2 separate regions of the Mus musculus genome follow, and region 1 is linked to region 2. A link is a contact called in public HiChIP or PLAC-seq data. All regions are on one chromosome and are shown on one strand. Each heading gives the region's core, a stretch centred on a gene start, on an enhancer-like site or on the middle of the called end of the contact. The rest is flanking DNA. Distances are from core to core; before and after follow the strand shown. Region 1 has its middle 43 kb from the start of Mir3105. Region 2 holds the start of Dhcr7 (7-dehydrocholesterol reductase).

Region 1 (3,997 bases), core at 590-3,089, 230 kb before region 2:
TAAAGACAACACCCAAAGGCCCCAGAGTAGAATGACCTTCCTGAACCCAGGTCACTTTGTGTCTCCTTCCTGATCTTTTCCTGAGACTGTCACACTCCCAGGAATAAAGGGCGGGAACATGGGAACAAGGGAACATTCCAGGTGGAGGCATACGCTAGTCCCCCAACTGAAATCTGACCTTGTATTATTTTCCCTTTTTTGACTTTTTTTTAAACTTAGGAAACTGGAGAGAGGGCTTTTGCTTAGGAGCAAGAGCTGTTCTTCTAGAGGACCCTGGTTCTGTTCCTAGTACCCCATGCGCTGGCTCACAACCATCCGTAATTCCATTTGCAGAGGATCTGATGATGTCATAGCATACATAGATGTAGCTTCTGTGGGTGCTTCACATATTTGAAGCATACACAAATGCTGTCTCAAAAAACATTTTATTACTTTGAGTCTACTTGTGTTTTGCCTGCCTATATATCAGTATACCATATATATGACTGTTAAATATAGAGGCCAGAAGAGGGCATTAGATCCCCTGCAACTAGAGTTAAAGATGGTGGTAAGCTACCAAGTGCTGGGAATTGAGCCCAGTTCCTCTGCAACAGCAACAAGGGCTCTAAACCACAAAGCAATCTCTGTGTATATGTGTGTGTGTATATATATGTATGTGTGTATATATATGTATGTGTGTATGTGTATATATGTGTGTACATGTGTATGCATGTATGTGTGTCTATGTATATGTGTGTATGTACATGTACGTGTATATATGCATGTTTGTGTCTTTGTCTATGAATATGTGTGTATATGTGTATGCATGTGTGTGCATGTGTGTGTCTATGTATATGTGTATATATAAATACATGTATGTGCATATGTGTGTGTGCATGTGCGAGTGTGTACGTGTGTGTGTGTGTGTGTGTGTGTGTGTGTGTGTGTGTGTGTGTGTGTATTTAGATGCTGGACTATGAACTTGGGTCCTTTGGAAGAGCAACAGTTGCTCTCAACCACTGAGCCATCTCTCTAGCACCATCACCAATCCCATAATATCTGAAAGAGACAACTTTGTTCTCTTCTCCCTCTGCCCCACACAAGATGACAAGTCTACAGGTATGCCCATGACTCAGATGGGAACTTTCTTGATTTTTAAGTGTCAAAACAAGTCAGTCCTGAAGAACTGGATTGACGGGACTGCCTGGGGAGTGTATATCTTATAAGCTCAGCCTATAGCTTCTGGATGGAATTGGAAGATGTCTGTGCCTGCTGCTAGACTACAATGCTTTAGCCCTGCATCCTGCCCCAGACCACATCCATATGCCACCATAAACTCAGCTCTCACTTTGTCTTTAACTAATCATGCCACTGATCCAAATTCCCAAATCCACCAAGAAGGACCACTGGGTACCTGTCACAACATGCCTAACATGGAAGGTCCAGAGGAGCCAGACTTTACCTGCAGGGTGGGTAATTTTCTAATCGCAAACCAACAGGTGCCTGGTTAAAACAATGCCCTCGGTGGCACCCAGGCTGCACAGCACCATCCCTCCCTCACACACTCACACACGGCTAGTTACCTCCAAGGAAGGCACACCCGGGCCCATGGGCTGTGGGTATTCCCGCAGGAGCCTTTCCTCATCCAGGAACTTGCCGTCACGCCCATTGCTGGCGGGCTGAAAGAGCCCATAGTTGAGTACATCCTTCAGGCCTTGATTCAGCGTGCACAGTATCCGTTGCTTGGCCACCCACACGGTGGCGTCTGGGTTAAATCGAATGCACTTCTGCAGGAAGAACAGAGAAAAGAGGCAGGATGCCAAAGGTCATCAGAGCTACTAACCCGGACACAGGATCAAAGGATTCCTGTTCCTTCTGTTCCTGTCCCCTCTGCCCCACTGCTACGTGTTGAGAACAGAGAAGCCAAGAGATATGGCTTACTAACTACAAAGTAAAGTTTGCCTCTGTCTCTCAAACAAAAAGGCTGGGGAAAGCAAAAGAACTCAGTCCAGGCTGGAAATCAATGAAGTGCCTGCCCTCTAACCATGGGACCATGGGACGTGAGCTTGAGCCCCAGAACCCTCAGCCTTAGGGAGGGAGAGACAGGCTAATCCCTGAGACTTCCTGACCAGCCAGCCTAGGGACAGAAACCAAGATTCTCATATGCTTATATGTGCACACCAGAGTGCACAAGTGCACTGTGGTGGGGGCGTACACTGGGAGTCATAGTTAAATACAGCTGTCCCTAAGACATCCTAGGGGTTACAGAACCCCCTCTGAACCTTCAGACTTACAGACACTCAGGTTCCTCACACGCAATGACGACATGTTTTTAAAAAGTCCTCTCAAGTGCATTTCATATTGGAGTACAACATTGCCATCTACAAAGTTCATGTTTGAGAACTATGTGATTGAGTTAGAAAAAGAAATCTCTCTTGTTTGAGGCATTTACAGCTGCCCTGGGACACATGGTTGGATATACTGCATGATTTCCTATTTGGTTGTAACAACTAATAGATCCGGTGTACCCCTGTGTAAAAGTCACTCTCTTTCCTGACGAAGATAGAAAATGAGTCTTGTGAATGATTCTCAATCCACTACATGGAACCCCTGGTGCAGCAGCTGACTGTGGGACAGTGCCACTTGAGGTGTCCACGGCTTGCTCTCTGGCAACTCTGACACCTTGCCCCAGGAGTTCACCATGGGAAACCTGAGAGACTAGAGCCTTCATATCACTAGCACTGTCTCTGAACCGTATGCACTAAACAGCTAGTGACAAAGCTCTACGGTTAAAAGCGCTTGTGTGCAAGTGTGAGAATTGGAATTCAAATCCTTAGAGCTCTTACAAATGCCAGGTGGGTGTGGCGTGCATCTGTAATTCCAGCCTTAGAAAGCAGGGACAGTGCATCCAGCAGAGCTGGCTGATGGCACCAGATGTAAAGGCAAGCTCTGGGTTTGACTGATAGAGCCTTAAAATCCTGCCTCAGCAAACAGGTGAAAGAATAGTGAAGGATGATTCTAGACATCCACTGTGGACATCATGTAGCCAAACATGCATATGTATATTCACACCACGTACACCTATGTCAAAATGCAAAAACCAAAACCCAACCTGTACTTGAAGGGTGAGGGGTGGCAATCACGAGAAACTATTTGAGCAGGGTTGGGGAACATCAAGCCAATTACTGCAAGAGGTAATTTCTTAAAAGGTTAAACAGCATCAGCAGAGCCTCCATCGCCCACACTCCTAAAGATGCATCCCTGCCTCTGAGAACTGGAATAGCGACACTCAGTTGTGTTCCCAGGAGACTTCTATGGCACTCCCTTGGAAGCCAAAGCCCGACCAAGCTCATGTCTAACTAAGACTTTTCATTTGTCTTGGCTTAAAATTAGTTTCTAGTGCTCAGCCATAGCAGGAGTGCAGGGATGTGCTTCCCTGCTGTGGAGACAGCTCAGAAGAGCCAAGGGATTGCTGAAAGAGGCTGGAATTAGTGCTTCACAAGGGATTCTGTGTGTGCCTAAGGGTAGAGCCGGATCCTGTTCCTGAGCACCAGTAGGTTCTCATGGCTGCAGAATGGCTCAGCTGCTGTCCACCCTGAACACCAGTCCAGCGGCTACAACCCCAGCCAGGGAAGCTGACACCTACACATGAATGAACGCTCCTGTTGGCCCCTCTCGGATGTCATTGGCTGAGTTCAGGGTGACCCTCTGACCTTTCTGGGTTACAAGACCTGGTGGGATCAGTTGTTCCTTCTAGGGAGGAGACACATGCCCCCCCTCCTCCATCCACCCGGGGCTAGGTGAGAACTCTCTGTGATCTTGACATAACAAAAGTACAATAAGAGATATAGCCTCCTGGGGCTGCACACAACCCCACCACTCCCAGTTCAGAAATCATTGCGGGATTTGGGTTACAGTCCACAGATGGGACGTCCCAACTCAGGTTCCTTCACAAGCCACACTGCAGAGCATTTTATCAGCCTCTCTCTCCCCTCAGCTGACAAGAACCTGCCAACTG
Region 2 (3,689 bases), core at 395-2,894:
TTCATTCTTTTTAATAGCTGAGTAGTACTCCATTGTGTAGATGTACCACATTTTCTGTATCCATTCCTCTGTTGAGGGGCATCTGGGTTCTTTCCAGCTTCTGGCTATTATAAATAAGGCTGCTATGAACATAGTGGCTGACACCATTGCATACATGTATTAGTCAGGGTTCTCTAGAGTCACAGAACTTATGGATAATCTCTAAATAGTAAAGGAATTTATTGATGACTTACAGTCGGCAGCCGAATTCCCAACAATTGTTCAGTCGCAGCTGTGAATGGAAGTCCAAGGATCTAGCAGTTACTCAGTCTCACGCAGCAAGCAGGCAAAGGAGCAAGAGCAAGAGCTAGACTCCCTTCTTCCAATGTCCTTATATTGTCTCCAGCAAAAGGTGTAGCCCAGATTAAAGGTGTGTTCCACCACACCTTTAATCCCAAATGAAAGGCATAGCCCAGATTAAAGGTGTGTTCCTTAACTCGGAGATTAAATCTTCTGGAATCCATAGCCACTATGGCTCAAGATCTTCAAACCAAGATCCAGATAAGGATCTCCAAGCCTCCAGATAAGGGTCACTGGTGAGCCTTCCAATTCCGAATTGTAGTTCATTCCAAATATTGTCAAGTTGACAACCAGGAATAGCCACTACAATACACTAGCAAGATTTTATCGAAAGGACCCAGATGTAGCTGTCTCTTGTGAGACTATGCCGGGGCCTAGCAAACACAGAAGTGGATGCTCACAGTCAGCTAATGGATGGATCACAGGGCTCCCAATGGAGGAGCTAGAGAAAGTAGCCAAGGAGCTAAAGGGATCTGCAACCCTATAGGCGGAACAACATTATGAACTAACCAGTACCCCGGAGCTCTTGACTCTAGCTGCATATGTATCAAAAGATGGCCTAGTCGGCCATCACTGGAAAGAGAGGCCCATTGGACACGCAAGCTTTATATGCCCCAGTACAGGGGAACGCCAGGGCCAAAAAGGGGGAGTGGGTGGGTAGGGGATTGGGGGTGGGTGGGTATGGGGGACTTTTGGTATAGCATTGGAAATGTAAATGAGCTAAATACCTAATAAAAAATGGAAAAAAAAAGTTGTATCTACTTTGATTGGTGTTACCCAAACGCAAAAGGGACAGGAATGAGAAAGGGCTCAGGTTGATGCACAGGGAATCCAGACTGCTGTGAGCCAAAGAAGCAGGACACACCCATTCCCTCTGTGAGCTCTCTGTGAGCTCCTACTGACAAAATTGACACAAATTAACTGAACACACCTGCGAAGTGGAAACTTTGAGAGATCCCTTCCATCAGACTGGCCTGTGCTTGTCTGTGGAGCATTTTCATAACCGATGATTGATGTGACGGCCTTGGCCCACTGTGGGTGGCGCTACCCCTGGCTGGTGGTCCTCAGTGGTGCAAAAAAAAAAAAAAAACAGGCTGAGTAAGCCTTCAAGCAAGCCAGTGGGCAGAAGTCCTCTTTGGTCTCTGCTTCAGTTCCTGCCTCAACTTCCCTTCATTACAGACTATGAGCTATAAGGTGAAGTGAGCCCTTTTCCTCCCCAGCTGCTTTTTGCCACGTGTTCATCACAGCGACAGAAAGCAAACCTGACATTACTTTTGGTGGCAGAAAACAAGCCTTTCATGACCTATCAAAAGTCGCTCAGATGGCAAAGGAAATGATCCAGGACGCTCTGACCTTGGGCAACAGCGGGACGCTGAGACAACCTTACTGCGCAGGCGCTCCTTAGGGCCCTACTTTAAAGGGTGCGCTTTGTGCAGGATCTCCGCGGGGGCGGGGTCTCACGGAAGGGCGCGCACTGCGAAAGTGAGAAGGGGTGTGGCTGTGGAGGGCGAAAGGACGGGGCTTCCGGGTAAGACACGGTCTGCGCCGGCGCAGTTCTGGAGGCGGTGCAGAAGCTGGGCTATGACGGCAGAGGGGCGGGGCTATGGCGAGCCGTGGGGAGGGGCCTCTAGGAAACCAAGCTACGCAGGCGTAGACCGGACAGTCCGGCTAGTATCTTCCCTGTGGTCTCCGTTATTACACCGTCCCAGCCTGGAACCTGTAACCAGCATGGGCCGGAAAGTGACCGTGGCCACCTGTGCACTCAATCAGTGGGCCCTGGACTTTGAGGGCAATTTCCAGAGGATTTTAAAGAGTGAGTTTTGGGGTGGCGGGAGACAGGAAGAAGTCAAAGTCCACAATGGGTAGGACATGGCAGTCCAGGCCAGCTTTGCCCAGGAGAGACTCACAGCGCTGGGCGTGGGAACAGATAGAAGGGTAATGCTTGGTGAGCTTTCAGGGCGACTTCCTAATTTGGGGGACATGTGAGGAAGCAAGGCAAGAGTGGAAATAGGAGTGCCCTGCCAGCCAGGCAGACACTGCCCTCATCCATCCTCTAGGATCTGGTGGGTCTCTCTAAGGTTACCTGGGGCAGGGCTGCGCATTCTTGGAACTGTTTCATTGAGATCTAGGCGTTTGCAAAGACTAGAGATCCGTGTTCTAGGGCTCCTGAGGACATTCCTCATGGATTGGCATTGGGAGAAGGCATACTGAAGCCAGAAGAGGTCTCAGGTCAGAGAAGGGTGTTGGCGTTCCATATACCTGTATTGTTGACATTCAGGTCAGCTCATCATTGCCCCCAGAAGATAGAACTGGGGATACTCTGTGCCCAGCTGCAGACTGCTCACCTCAGGTTATCCGTGCTGGAAGCCTCTGCAGGAAGGCTAAATAGGAAAAACAAGAAACAAGCAAAACAACAAGAAAAACCCAAATGTATTATTTATTTCATGTACATATGCACGCCATAATGTGCATGTGGAGGTCAGAGGACAACCTGCAGGAGTCAGCTGTCCTCTTCCACCTTGTGGGTCTGAGTGAGCAGTTCTCAACCTGTGAGCCACAACCCCTGTGAGGGCCAAATGACTCTTGGGCAAGGGTCAAATATCAGATATCGAGCCTCTCAGATATTTACATTATGGTTTATAACAGCAAAATTAGTTGGGGGAGGGGGCAGACGGTCACCACAACATGAGGAGCTGTATTGAAGGGCCATGGTATTAGGATGGTTGAGAACCACTGGTCTAAGTGAACTCAGACTTGTCAGGCTTACCAACGAGTGACTTTACCTACGGAGACATCTGGCTAGCCCAGGCGTTTTTATTTTTTAAAGTAATTTTTGACCTGATTTTGTGGTCAGAGTCTATGTCTTTGCGGTGAAGATGGGCTGCCTTGCCTGCATGTTGGCAGCAGCTCTCAACCTGGGTGCTGGATGCTGACACCAACCTAGGGATGGAAGCCTTCACATCCTGTCTACAGCTTTTCCTTATAGCCAATTTGGGTGTCTGCTTAATGATTATCCATTAAGGTGTGGCTTACCCTCCTAGTACTAAGGTCACCCTACCCTCCCTGTTTCTGAATACCTACACGTGGGTATAGGTGCCTGTTGTCCTCTGCTATTAACAGAAAGGGCTGTAGTTGGTTGGAGCCTGGCTTTGGCTGTATCTACCACAGCAGCCTGCTTTTTCTACCTTTTAATGTATCCTAGCTGCTGAATCCTTCTCCCTCCCTCTCTCTCCATATAGGTATTCAAATTGCCAAAGGCAAAGGTGCAAGATACAGGCTTGGACCAGAACTAGAAATATGGTATGGCTAAGCACACCGGCAGCCCCAACCCCCACCCTTTGGAGGGCAGG

Evidence for each region. HiChIP or PLAC-seq counts read pairs in DNA pulled down with a chosen protein or histone mark.
Region 1: a contact with region 2 is called in an H3K4me3 HiChIP or PLAC-seq map of craniofacial prominence, with 4 times the contacts expected there. The contact joins the enhancer-like site here to the promoter of Dhcr7 in region 2. A contact is called at or near these places in 2 of 39 promoter capture datasets (embryonic stem cells and neural stem cells), 19 of 484 Hi-C or Micro-C datasets (the AML12 cell line, CD8 T cells, the HL-1 cell line and 13 more) and 12 of 115 datasets of contacts at active chromatin or transcription factors (the SCID.adh cell line, craniofacial prominence, embryonic limb bud and 5 more).

Annotation. Positions count from the first base shown.
Region 1 is chr7:144,050,058-144,054,054 of GRCm38.p6, reverse strand. It overlaps a transcript of Shank2 not described here. Among named protein-coding and RNA genes, the nearest start is that of Mir3105, 43 kb to the right of the region's middle. Within about 2 kb of position 1,839, at least 26 of the 459 cell types and tissues checked have an H3K27ac peak or open chromatin away from gene starts, as enhancers often do. A contact at or near this core is called in liver, olfactory sensory neurons and trophoblast stem cells, where this site is marked.
Region 2 is chr7:143,821,122-143,824,810 of GRCm38.p6, reverse strand. Dhcr7 (7-dehydrocholesterol reductase) reads right to left here and starts at 1,644. Exons shown (of 9, transcript NM_007856.2): 1 at 1,271-1,644. Nadsyn1 (NAD synthetase 1) reads left to right here and starts at 1,959. Exons shown (of 21, transcript NM_030221.2): 1 at 1,959-2,152; 2 at 3,579-3,639. The coding sequence starts at 2,068.